Regions from separate parts of the Gasterosteus aculeatus genome. Here region 1 is linked to region 2. The links are chromatin contacts, called in public Hi-C maps. All regions are on one chromosome and are shown on one strand. The core of a region is the stretch at or near the end of the contact, and the rest is flanking DNA. Distances in the headings are between cores, read along the strand shown. Region 1 overlaps phf2 (PHD finger protein 2). Region 2 has its middle 9.5 kb from the start of barx1.

Evidence for each region. Hi-C and Micro-C count contacts between places; a contact is called where the count stands out from the background.
Region 1: a Hi-C map of tail fin shows a contact between it and region 2, with 1.7 times the contacts expected there. The contact joins two enhancer-like sites. A contact is called at or near these places in 2 of 6 Hi-C or Micro-C datasets (skeletal muscle and tail fin).

The regions. Positions count from the first base shown.
Region 1 is chr17:19,086,052-19,092,794 of fGasAcu3.hap1.1, forward strand. phf2 (PHD finger protein 2) reads right to left here. Exons shown (of 22, transcript XM_078092246.1): 22 at 5,670-6,743. Among protein-coding and RNA genes, the nearest start is that of LOC144388889, 12 kb to the left of the region's middle. Within about 2 kb of position 5,345, at least 3 of the 9 cell types and tissues checked have open chromatin away from gene starts, as enhancers often do.
Region 2 is chr17:19,054,428-19,061,279 of fGasAcu3.hap1.1, forward strand. No RefSeq gene overlaps it. Among protein-coding and RNA genes, the nearest start is that of barx1, 9.5 kb to the left of the region's middle. Within about 2 kb of position 4,159, at least 3 of the 9 cell types and tissues checked have open chromatin away from gene starts, as enhancers often do.

The DNA of each region.
Region 1 (6,743 bases), core at 4,095-6,594, 33 kb after region 2:
ACTATTAAAAGACGCTGCGCTGATTGCGTTTTTTTTTTTTTTTTTTTGCCATTTCAAAAGCGCCAATTTCTTTTAAACGCGGCGTGCACGTCCGAGAGGCCTCGGCACCGGCTAGCTGCAACTTCCCGTGAGGGATTTTTCGGCGCGTGTGTTCCAGGTTGGGTCACACGGGACAGCGCTGATAAAGCCCCCGCAGACCCACGTTGTCACTATCTAATCATTCACACAAACACTCTTTCAAAAATCGTTTTACATTTTTTGGGGGATTGTATCGCATGCAGAGATTTCATGGTAAATGTCTTTTTCACCACGGTGGCCCCTTTAAACTCCATCATGTGTGCAGGCTAACTGCACAGCATTCATCTTCATAATAGAGCCTGGTTGGATTTGCCCCCCCCCCCCCCCATCAGGAGCCCAACTTAGCTGGGTTAAAAGAAAGCATTACAGCCAACAGGCATGTGACCACATCATTTCAGCCGGAGAGGCCTACGCTTCCTCTGTTTGCTGTCATTATGCCCTCAGCGAGCCACATAAAGGCCCAGCCATCCTGTGGAGATCACTGCACTCCTCGCCGCTCCGCCTGATTGGCAATTATCTAAATGAACCAATGTTCTATATCAGGGCTTTTGACTACATAACTACCCTGTTAATATTCGGAGGAAGTGCTGGAGGTCAGGGAGCTCTCAGCCGCTTGACCTCGGGGGGGAGGGGGGGGGTCACAGGAACCCGAGCCGCAGAGTGGCACATGGCAATGAGTGAGCCCTAATGATTTAGGTGGTATCTGTTACACAGCCCCGGAGAAAGCCAATCTCTCTGGGCAATCTGGCCGCGGAGAAAAGGCAGAGGCTTGAAAATGAGCCGCCGCTCGTTTCAGAGAGGGGCAGCGCTGCCTCGCCAGCGCGGCACGTCATCGGAATTTTCCCGCACAACCAATAATCACACACAGATGACCGCGCCGCGCCGGGGCAGATGGGTCGTGCGTGCAGTTGTTTGGGGAACCTAGTGGAGGAAATGCGGCGGGTGATTGTTTGTTTGTTTGCTCCGCGCTCAAAAGGCTTCGGCACCTCGTTAAAAGGGGCCTCGCTTGGTTGTCGGCGGCGGGACAGGAGCCTCTGCCGAGGGATTAGGTGAGCGTTTTTTTTTGCCTCAGCTGGACTGAAAACAGGCCCTTTGTGCAGCCGTTTAAGACACTTGTTGATGCGTGGCGCGGCTTTCAGTTGCCTTAAAATACTTGGGTAAACATCGGGCTTACGCGCAGCAACAATGGCATGACCTTAAGTAGTGCTTTCAAAAGCAATTTTCCTCCCCTACTAGCGCATGTAAACAGAGTAATTGTACTTGGGAGACTCCCAGTGCCAGCCGAGTGTGATTTGTTTCCACGTCATACACAATGAAATCAGCAGCACTGTGACAGCAGTGATATTTAGCATAAAAAATTGATAATAACACATTAACATTAACAACAGCAGGGGAGGGGTAATACATGACGTGAAATCAGTTTGATAGAAATCCCTTGAATTTACTTTTGATGCCCCATTTGAGACATGTACATGAATAGATGACATGGCATTTAAAAGTACATGAATTAAACTGAATTAAGCAAATCAACAAGCTGGAGATTACAATCAAATGGCAATATCACAACTAAAGCGAGCAACTAAGTATTAGAAACACAAAATGTCTGAACAGTCGGAGACGGATGTGAACTAAATCTTCTGCTACGCCGACAGATTTTCTGTTACCAATCTAGAGTATTCCGCTCGAGCTGGCGCTCGTATACAAAGATCCTCTAAACACCTGAGTTTTCTGCTCAACTATGCAAACAGATGTTTCCGTTTGTGTGTTGCACAGCTAAATGTTTTGCATCTGTCGGTCGGATCCTCTGTTTACAGACCTCCGGCACAAAGCGCGCATCATCTTTTTTGACAGGCGCTTGCTCAAAAACAAAAAAAAACCTGAGATGGTCCCATTTATTTACGGCGTGCGGTACATGCGTCCAGTACTTGGAGCTGCGTCGCACAACACAAATAATGTAAAAATGAAAACATATGCAAGAAGTCTGCTAATAAGAACAGGAAATGAACAAAATGAAAGTCATTAGCAGTGTTCTGTGGAAAGATGTTAATGTGCTGCAGCTATAAAAATATGTATTTCACAACACATGCGAAGAGGAAGAAAACCGGGGAACGGTATGAATGTTCCTTTTGTACTTCTTTGTTATACAAAACTTAATGTTGATTAAATGTACCTCGGTTTAGCTGCCCCTCCATCCACCTCATATGTTTAATACAATGTAATAGATATGATAAAACAATCTTGACGAATCCCACAGGAGTCAAGCGATGACATTGCAGTTCCTGCCGCTGTTCTAAGTTAGAATCACTGGCTTAGCTGGCGTTCCATTGTCCCTCCATTGGGGTTGGATTTGGCTTCTGAGTCCACAGGCTGTCTATTCGAATAGTACTTTTCGTCGTCTCGTCACCACGTGGTTTGTGGACTTCTGCTTTCGAACCTCCAGCTCGACAGCTTCGCCGTTGCCATGTTGGATGACGGCTGTTGCCACGTCGGTTCCGTTGTAGCCAACGAACATGGATGATCAAATCTGGAACGCTGAGGAGCGACGAAGAGACGGCGGACATGGGTCGGCGGACCCCGCCCGTCACAGTAGCCCCGCCCTAAAGAAGACCCCGCTTCAGCCTCCATTTGACCCTCATACCCATAATTTACTAAATGATCATCGTGCCGTCTTGAAGAAGAATTGAAGGCCGTAAACTCACGTTCACAGTATTTACTGAGGGAATAAATCAAGAGAGAAGAGTAATTTTCTCATCGATGGAAGAGAAACGTTGTATAATGCACAAGAGAAACGTGATTATGACAATGATTTGGATGAGACAGCAAAAGATCTTATTTTTGCTGCAGCCTAAATTAAAGAAATGTAGCACCGCAAAGACATAATTCAGTAAACAAGGATATGTTAGTTTTTGAATTGCCCTTTGTAGAATCTGCTAGTTTTAAGTGTTGGTTTGATGCACTTCCACGGTTTGATATTTGGTGAAAACAAATGTCACTTGAATGAATGCATAAGCACACCATTCTAGTCTTTATCGTCTAATCGTTTGATGAACGTTAGCGTGCTATTGCTCCATGGATTTATTCAATTAGCCAACTAGCCCGTGCTGCTGCATCGTGACTGATGAAAGGGAATGAAACCAGCGTTCCTTGGGGCTCGACCCCGCTTGCATCGGCGATATTCTCGGTTGGGTGGGCTCTCACTTCAATTGTGACGCTTGTTTCCATGACTGGCGTCAAAGAATGAACGGGGGGGGGGGGACGAGTTGTTTTCCAGGCCCAAAACCTCGGGCCTGCCAAAGGTTAAGGAAACACGGCGGGTTTAAAGAACACAGCCCCCGTGTGTTTGCCCTGAAACCGGACGTTCAAGTTTTACACCAATGCAACACTGCGCTTTGTTGGATGATGCTTTCAAACGAATGAATAAACCGAAGGTTAAGGAAACACGCGGGCGTAAAGGAGGAGCACCGGCTCCGCGGGTCCAGACCCTGTTCAGGCCGTCCTCAGCTCGCGGATCTCTGAGGAATCAGCGCGCCATTATTGCTAATGACAGCCTTGAACTCGCCGGAATGGGAGGGATGAAAGGCAGAGCAGAGGGTAGTGTGAGTGCACGCGGGGGGAGGAGTGGGGGAGACGGGGGGGAGGAGGTGGGGGGCACGGCCACGCGAAGGCAAAGCTTAACCTGACATTCCTGTGTAATTAAGACATCTCTCACATGGCACGTTTCTCTTGACCACCGGGGACCCTCTGGTTCAGGGGGTGGGGGGTGGGGGGGGTCGAAGCAGCCGAGGGCGGCCCGTCCACATCTGCCATCGCTGAGCTGGTGCGGCGCGGCCGTGGAGGCGGTGAGCCCGTAACACTCAGCAGGCATTGTTTTCCAGACACTGACATTTAAATTGTGATCCCACTTGCCCTTTAGGAGGGACCAACAACTGACAAAGAACCGAGGACGAGGCGTTCAGGGACCAGACATGTCACTTTTTACAGAGATGTGTTTTCTTCATTTTTTCCAGAAACAATCTTATTATCCGATTTGAACAAATTTCTAATTCAGTACAATTCGATTCAACTGCAATGATGCCATTTCTTTGAAGGAAATTCTGAAATTGGACCAATGTGTTTGTATTGAAAAGATATATTTATATTCAAATACATTTGGCATATTCTATAAAATAAAGGGGGTGGATGTGTGCTAAAAGAAATATCTTATTTACAAGAGAAAACTGGAGTCATCAAAAATCTTGAAGTGGTAAACAAATGATCCTACACAAATTTGAGATAAATTCAATACAAAAATGTTAAGCAAGATAATAGTCATACATGTGCATGATTTATTTTCTAGCTTCATTCTGCAAGGTTTGATTCCAATAGACTTGTTTGATGCCTCCAGTGGACGATCTTTACTGAGTGCATATTATGTTACAGAAAAAAAGGTAAATAAGGGTTTATTTATGTAGAAATTGGCCACTTTAATTAAAAAAATTATCGTTTTTTTTTTTTATTAACCACTTTTATCTGTGGTATTAGCTGAATTAATTTGTGTTCTATAACGGTCCCGATACGTATGATTTATCTTCCTGCCAGTTGACCACTGGAAACCGGCTCAGAGGACAGATGGTGTGGTTGTTTCACTTCTTGTTCTTGTGTTAACAATTATCACACAATAACATCTCACTTTGATGCTAACCAGGGTGGAAGCGGGGTCACGACCTCTTAAACGCCCGCACGCCCGCATCTCTCTCACACTCATGGATGCACCAGAGGTGAAAGGACACGTGCACGCGGGCAACGTGCACGCTCCACACTCCACACTTCCCTCCACAATTTAATCACACCGCCAATTTAAAATGTGCTGAAACTCGTTGATGTTCACCAACCTGAGCCCGTTTCTGTCATTGTTATAGGAAGCTAATAGACGAAGCATGACGATGATTTGAAAACATGCATCCGTTGCTTCAAATATTACTGGACTCCATCTAGTGGTGTAGACTTGCCGCTGCTTTTCTATGCATTGATATATATTTAATATTGATATAATTATATATTATAATTAATATATTAATATATATATTATATTTAAAATATACTAGCTATAGAATCTAGTGGAGTAAACTTGCCAGTGTTTCAAAATATATATATTGAAAAGAATGAATTATGTGTCCTCGAGTAAAAATGGTCTGACTACTTGGAGCCCTTCTATCGTTGATGGCGTTGACGCAGCGCGCGCGCGCGTCTTTGCGCCAGTGAACACACCACGCAGAGCGCGCGCGCGTCTTTGCGCCGCGGCGCAGCGGCCGTGAACACACCACGCAGAGCGCGCGCGCGTCTTTTCCACAGTTACTGTATTGCAAAAGTAAACAAGGCGGAGAGTCAAATCATCCAACAACAATATGCGCGCTCCTCCATATTTGACCAATTCTTCCATGTCAGTAAAAAAAAAAAAAAAGAAAAGACGTTGAGCCGCGAGCTCGACCAGAATCAGTCTACATACAGAAAAATATAGATTCGGGTCAGAAAGGACAGTAAATACTTACTAGTACTCCCTAGTAGTAGTACTGCGAGTAACAGCGAGGGAAGACGACGGGTCGCTGCCGTGGAACAGGGGAAGCTTCTTTTAATAGGTCGGACATAGAAAAATAAACCACAACAAAGCAGCACACGTGTATTGTACAAAACGAAAGCGTGAAGAGTCCCAGTGACACGCGGGGACGCGGACGCACGAGACACGAAACAAACGGGCCGATGGACGCGTGAACGCAGCTGCTCAAAAGTATAATATTCACAATGACGATACAAGTTGCAAATGTTTGGCGTGATAACATCATGACATTGGGTGAGCAAAGAATGGAGATAGAAATTTAAATAAAAATTGACGATGTAGATTTTAGCGTGTAAAATGTTCCCAAAAGACACGCACATCCCAAAGAAACCGAAAAGGGGTCAATTCACAAGTCGATGATATATTCAAAAACCGAACAAAGAAACTCTTTAAGAATTGTACAAGTATAAAAAGCTACAAACATTAATAAATTACATCACTGACACATAAACACGTCACAAGGTGCTAGTAAAATAATTCCGAAAACCCTTCAGGATACTAGAACTCCAACAAGAGGCTGGTGTGTGTTTTTTTTCTTTCTTTTTATATCATTTTCCTCCTCAAGGTTCCGTCTCTTGTTCAAACAGAATCACAATACAATTAGCTTTGTGTGTGTAAGGCCATAGGACAATAACATGTATTATTTCTTCGGTTGTTTTCCAGGCAACACCTTTTAAATCCAACAGGGAAAAGAAAGAAAAAAATTGAATCTCTGCTGTTAGAAAAAAAAATCCGGGCTTTACTGTTTATCCATGTATATATATATTTGTATTATATATTCATAATTAGCAAAACTGGTAAAAATGTAAAATCAAGCCTTATGGGGAAAGGATACAAAAAGTAGTAATTTAAAAGTCTTTGTACAAGCTACATTCTACATGGTGAATGGGTGGAGATGAGTGGAGCCCGTCGGTGCTGCCTGTGAAAACAAAGGAAGAGAGAAAGTATCCCCGTGTAAGTGCAGGCCTGACGTGGACGAGTCTTATCATCAGCCACAGGTCCCACGTGTAGCGTCCCCCATCGCACAGCGTCCTACGTCTGCTGCTCGCCGTTCGGCCTTGTGCTTCACAGT
Region 2 (6,852 bases), core at 2,909-5,408:
GACAGCCAATTTAATCATTAAAGGGGGCGGGGGGGGGGGGGGGGGGGGGGGCGTATGGCACTCCGAGCAATGAGAGGTTGACCCCGATTTATTAGAGGAGCGGGTGTTCGTGGAGTCAAAGGGGTCCGCTGCTTAGTCAGGGTCCCAGGCCCCCCAGGGGGGGTCTGGTGGTGTAGTAGGTGGGCTCCACCACCTCCGCCCCTGATTAATCGAACCCGTGCGCCAAACTGCACATGCGGCCGCATGATCGCAATTAGAACCGAAGCCGACTGCGCGCAGAGGCCTCGGCTGCTCGTCCCGACAACGGGCCCGATGATTACTGCCACGGTTCCGGTTACCGGCGTTCAATGGGCCGCTGGGAGAAGTAATCCGGAATAGAGCCAATCATTACCGTTATTATTAGACTACTAGACTAGAGACTACTTACAAACAACACGTTTTCAAAGATAAAAAATGAAACGAATGGAAATAGGAGAAATAGGTGCAGTGTTTTCGGTGTAGACGGAAAAGCTAAAGACAGATATCTAAAAAAAAAATAAAGAAACACGCAGAGCAAGTGATACCTGTGACGTTATTGATCGTTAGTTGGTATGATAGTTAAGTGCTGTAATAATGTTAACTTTACGTTTGTTAATGTTAACATTGATTGATGTTTATTTATGGTAGTTACGTTGTTAGGACTGTTATGTTTCTTCTAACTTCAATCCAACTTCAAGTTTCATCACTATTCTTGCCCCAGACCTGAAGTTAACCACAACCACGTGGCGTGTGCGTTTCTACCAGCGAGATAGAGGCCAACATTTCTGACAAAAACAGTAAGCTTAAATGTGAATGGGTATGAAGTGACATGGTATACATATATATGTATATGTATATATATTTTTAAACTCACTTTTCATTTCGTTTTCACCAACATAACGCATGCATTTTCATGCACACGTCCTTGAACTGAGACTAACGAGACCCTGAACGCATCAAGCTGCTATCAGATTACATTCTCCATAAATCGGCTATTCATCATCAACAGTTGTCTTTGTAACACTGCAACGGGCATCAGGTAAATATGAATTGTAACTAAACTCATTCCATGATCCATTTGGAGATTACTTCCCCATTTGGCGTGATAATGGATTGGCCTGCATTTGGCTGCAGCCGCATTAACCCGTGAGGCGTTCACAGACCGCGCTTCATAAATAGCCCCACAGTGTGACGGCCATTCATCACGGGGCTGAACCCTCAACCCTCTGAGGACGATGGGAAGTGAACCGGGGAGCAACGTTTTGGGAATAAAAGCCCTCACTGTTTCTCTCTCTGCGACAACTTGTGCCGTGAGTGGGTCCTCACCCAGCTTCCTATGTGGACTCAGACTTCAGAGTCAGCTTTTATCGGCCACAAGGACCCATTTGGGCTGCCATATATATATATGGCAGACTTCTAAACATAGAATATATATATTATATATATATATATATATATATGGCAGCGGACAGGTGTCCGGTGAAGGGGGCCTATGGGAATTGTGTAGAATGCTGAACCACAAATATATGCAAAAATGCAAAAAGAATGAAGGATAAATTATATAATATAGGCTCTATATATATATATATATATATATATATATATATATATATGAGCGATCTGAGCGATTTGCTCAGTATTATGACATTGTATTATTTTTTTTCCTTTTCTAATGATGACGTTTAAAGGGTCTTTTCAGAAAACAATACAAACATATCTTCTTGCATTTAGTGGCAGTAGCCACCGCTTTCTAACACAATGGACGGAGATCCATCCATCACGCTTCTGTGCATGTGAATATTATTGAGTCCCAAAATAGTCTTGCAAGCCACACAAATGACTTCTTTCAAAAAATATTTAAAAATGAAATGATACACTTAACAATCTCAGACAGTCTCAGATTCTCATTTGAAGGAACAGAACTGTCCAAACTCTCTTTTTGTTTCAAGGCAAGACGAGGAGATAATGACTATAACATTTAACTAATTATCATCATTATTTGTGAACTTTTATGTTCAATAACGGAAAGGAGCCATAACCTTTCTAAATACGTGCAAATGTTTAAACATTTCCAGAACATAAATCGGATCATTCTGATTCTGATTTCATTTGGTTGACACATAATAGGTCAGTTTTTACTGAGGATGACTAGGATATTTCTTTGTATCCCTCCATAAATAGGTACAAAAAAGATAATGCATTTCCTCCATGTTTGAATTTATGAATGATGTATCAACACATCTCTAAATTTGAGTTTTTTGTCATCAGGGTTGTAATGCTTAAGTAACACTAAAAATACATGTTTGCAAACTGCTCCATCATCATCACAATGCACTCAGACCGAAGGGAGATGGTGTTAAAGTGAAGCCTCGTCCCGCAGGTGTCAGGTGATTTCCTGAGGCTCAGATCACGGCTCTCCGTCTCGCAGCTAATGGGAGAAGGCATTAGAGGACATAAACAAGAGCACATCAGCCCGTCGGTTTCCTCCAGTGTCCCGTCGCCCCCCCCCCTCCCCTCCGCTCGGCTCCGCAAGCACAGTTTGCAGGAAATGTCAGCCGGCGTGATTGATTTGAGATGAGCGATTCCCTGACTTCATGCTTGTATAAAGCAAGACAGCTGTTGGGGAGAAATCAAATTCCTGCAGGAGCTGGAGAGACTTGTTTTTTTTTCCATCTGTTTAACGGAGTCGTTGCATTTTGTTGGACGAGCAAATAATAAAAATCAGGGCCAAGATGTGGCAGAAGGTCAGTGAATACCCTCATTATGTAGCAATTACAGCACAAAACCCCCCTTTTCCCTTCGGGATCCAACCTGAAAGGCATTCCCACCTTCTCCGGCTTTTCAAAAGTAAGACGTGACAAGTAACAACTTCATGACTCACGTTATCGTGGTGCAGAGCGGAAGGATTCGTCCACGCGTCCATTCCTTTTTAATGAAAGATTACTCTTCAGTTCACCAACTGCTTTACATCTGCAGCCCCAGCAATGCACTTTCTTTCTAAGCTTCATCAGCCATGCGCATGCCTTCTTTTTCCACGGGGCGTTGTGCTTCCAAGCGATAGTTGCTGAGACTTTGGTGATTTGAATTGCAAAAAGACTTGAACTTGTTCTGCATGTACAAGGAGCCTCAATAACACAGTTTCAGTCCCCCCTTCTCACATCCATTCACTGCTTGGACGGCCATGCGAGGTGCCACTATCCAGCCATTCACATCCATTCACTGCCCACATCCTCGGGTTGCCTGGGGTCATGGGGGTCATTGGTCAAAGCACGACCGGCTTCTACCGAGCCGCCTATCGCCGCAGTTTAACCAGCGGGAGACGCCTCGAAAGGGGCGAGTGGGTCAAACAAACGCGGGACTTTGGCCCAGGAGACAGCTGTTCCCGTCCAGAAGTAAACGTTAGGCGTCGTACGTGTGCCGTTCCAACAATATCATAACACAAGCCACGGTGTGTTGCCGTGACCGTACTTATTTCACAATAGCGTTCCTGTAGCTCGATGCGAGACGGACACGAAACACATTCATGAAAGTGTTTTTTTTAACCCAAAAAGCTCCACATTGAACGCCCCGGTTTGCAGAAACCGACGTAGCCAACAATTCCTCCAACGAGCGCGACCTCGACACACGTCTCCACAGACAACGTGATCTCCAAAACCTGTTTGTAAAAAACGTATATGAAAACCGTGAACATACAAATTCCTACGGAACTGGCGGTGGTTAACCACGCCCCCTGAGTGAACAACATGGCGGACCATGGCGGATTCTTGAGTGAACGTCTCTCCGCCATGTTGGATTTTTTGAGGGGGTTAGGGTTAGTATTCTATTCTTACAATTTAACATTGATTTCTCGTTAAAATGCAATCATAACACGTTTATTTTACAGGGCGCAGCTCCCCGTTCACTTTGAACAGGGTGACGTCATCGGTTGCAGTCCGCATTTATTCCGTATGTATCACCACGAATTTGTATGTTCAAGATTTTCGTACACATTTTTACGAACAGGTTTTGGAGCTCAGGCTGCCGCAGGACGCCCAGGCTCCTTCCCAGCGCTTTAAACAAAGGACGAAGCTGAGCCAGTGCGTCACGCCCTGTTCACGTTGCTTCCAAGAGAGCTGTTTGGACACATCCTCCAGCGCGGACCTCTTATCGCCGTGCCGCTGTGTTGAAACAGCTTCATTCCTCATTAAAGCCCTCCGTGACTCATTGCGGATGTGTTCAGTGTTCGTATTTATCTTCTTATTTAGATGTGGCCGATAGCCGAGAGCTTTTCTGCCTGGCCGGGGGGGCTGAGAGCAGCTGGGCGGCAGGGGCCGCGCTCAGGCACTGGGCCTTAAGTGATAGAGATTATGAAAACAGATGAAACTCAAGCAGCGGAAACTTACTTTGAACGGCACCGAAACACTGCGAGGAAACATTAGAGCCGTTGGAGCTACCGACTGCTGATTGGTATCATTTAGCGTTGCAAACAGAAGATATTCAGTGTGTAGGTTATTATCTGAAGTTGTGTTGTTATGTGAAGCGTTGGTAGCTGAGGTCGCTGTGCGTTGTGCAAACAGGGGAATCACCAGCGAGTCTTTAGAGAAGCTTCTTTAAAGCACCACTTGATCCTCTGAAGGGTTGTTTTCTAAGCTAAAGAATCGTTCACGCGTCCACGGGGCTCTGACAATACGAAGCGGTTTCAACATGGGTTTGGGCTGTAACTGATAAGTGCTTCTACTCAAATGTTAAATAAAATATAAAAACGTCAATTCTCTGCTTTTGTCCAGAACTGTGGAAAAAGTTCTATGATATTAAAATCCATACGCTTTTTAACTGCTGTGGATTACAAGTTAATTCATTTTGTATCTTTTTGTAAATTGGTTATAAGACACAGATTTGAGACAAACCTTCAGGTTAGACAAACTTATAATGAAGTTCATTTTCTCAATAATATGGTTTAGCCCTGCGATTGGCTGGTGACTAATACAAAGTTAAAAAATATACAAATTTCTATTTAAACTTTTTGGAAAGTATAATGAAATTTTTACTACATTATACGTTGCTCCATGAACCTTATATTTTTCCCTTTTATTGTATTTTCTGGATTAAAGTGTTGGAAAAAATATGTAGGAATGAATTATTAGACCAATACAAACAAACATAAGAAACGTTTTCACCATAGATGAAGTTATGACAGCTTAACTCACATTACTGCAATTATCAGTCATTCTAAAACCTTTAAACAAAGATCAAAGACAAAGAAGAAAATGAGTGTGGATTCGAATAAAAACAACACAATGACGTTTAGTTCAGGGAATTGTTTCAGCCATTGCAGTTCATGACAAACACTTCCTAGAAGTGATCTAATTAACCACAAACATGCACGCAGTTTTGTCCTTCTTCTGGGACCAGCTTCATGAGGTTGTGATTATCCTGGAGGTCACAGGTCATTCTATACAGTGACGTCAAGGTCTCAAAAATAGTTTCACTTTGGGAAATGGCCCCACTTTAGGACGAACATCCTTGCACATTAATACAATGGGGATCAATGAGACATTAGAGTCTCCCCCCCTCCAGGCATTAATGTCGCCCTGGATCTCTACTGACCTCGTGGGCTGCAAAGGGTTAAAAAGCTGCAGTTACCGAATCCATGTTGTCTGGAGATTTATTTGAACAAGACATGGACAACACAGTTTCCGGCAATTGCGGTGCGTCCGATCCTCTCATTGGGATTGATTGCGTGCTGTTGGAATATTAAACCTGGATTAAAATGGCAAAGGGCCTTCGCTGTGTGTCGACTGGAAGACGCAGCCGTAGTAATCTCCCAGATGTGCCTCACATGGCTCTGGAATCACTAGAGAGCTTTCCTGGCGGTATGTGGATTTCAGTGAAAACAATCAGAAACGTCTGGCTCGGGGACTGTAAGTAATTCTATGATGGCGTCGGAGACGGTAACGAGAGGTGACGGTTATAATCACGGCTGTACGGACGGGACCAGTGGCAAGATATGTGGAAAGGATTTCTTAACGTGGATGTAAAAGATGTGCATGGAAAACCTGTCCGACGTGACTTGGACGACGTCGGAGGACGTAATCCCCGGTTCATCCTCCTATCTGCTTAAACGTTGTAATTTATTCCTCCATCCGGTTGAGTGACAGCGGCCTCTAGTGGCCGAGGGGTTGTGACAGGAGCAAAGAAGGAAGGTAGGTGACCTCGTGAAAGCGATATAGGGAGGAAGTCCAACAGTTGGACTCAAAGTGTTTCCTGACTCGTCACATGGGCGCTAGTTGGAATAGTAAAAATAAGTAATTCACGTAATGTATTTACATAACTGGATCAATTACGTTGCTTATGGTAAACGTTAAATAGACGGCACTTATCGCGCTTTTCTTGTCCACCAACCACTCAAAGCGATTTAACACCACACGTAATGTTTCACCAATTCACCCCCGTAACAGTCGTCTTCAATGTAGAATATTTTTACTGCAGAAAATGAAGGTATGCAAGTTGAAGGTTCTCCTGCCAAACCACGTTTAAAAACTTCGTCACGTCGCTTCACACGTAAAAAACAAAAAAGGTTTTGTTCTGAGGCCACCCAGGCCTCAATGGCACATTATTTAAGTGTTACTTTGCAACAGTCATATCAAAGATGGGAATTCAATCAACATTACTCTCATTCTAACCCCCCCCCCCCCCCCCCCTTTGCAATATTAACCAAACACCAGCGCAGCCGCCAGGAACATCTCGCCGAGCCATACACGGCCTCGCGTCTCCATGATGACGAAGAAAAGACCCAACAGTGTGGTGCTGAAATTGGCAAAAGATTAATGACCTGTTAACACACTCTGGTCGGGG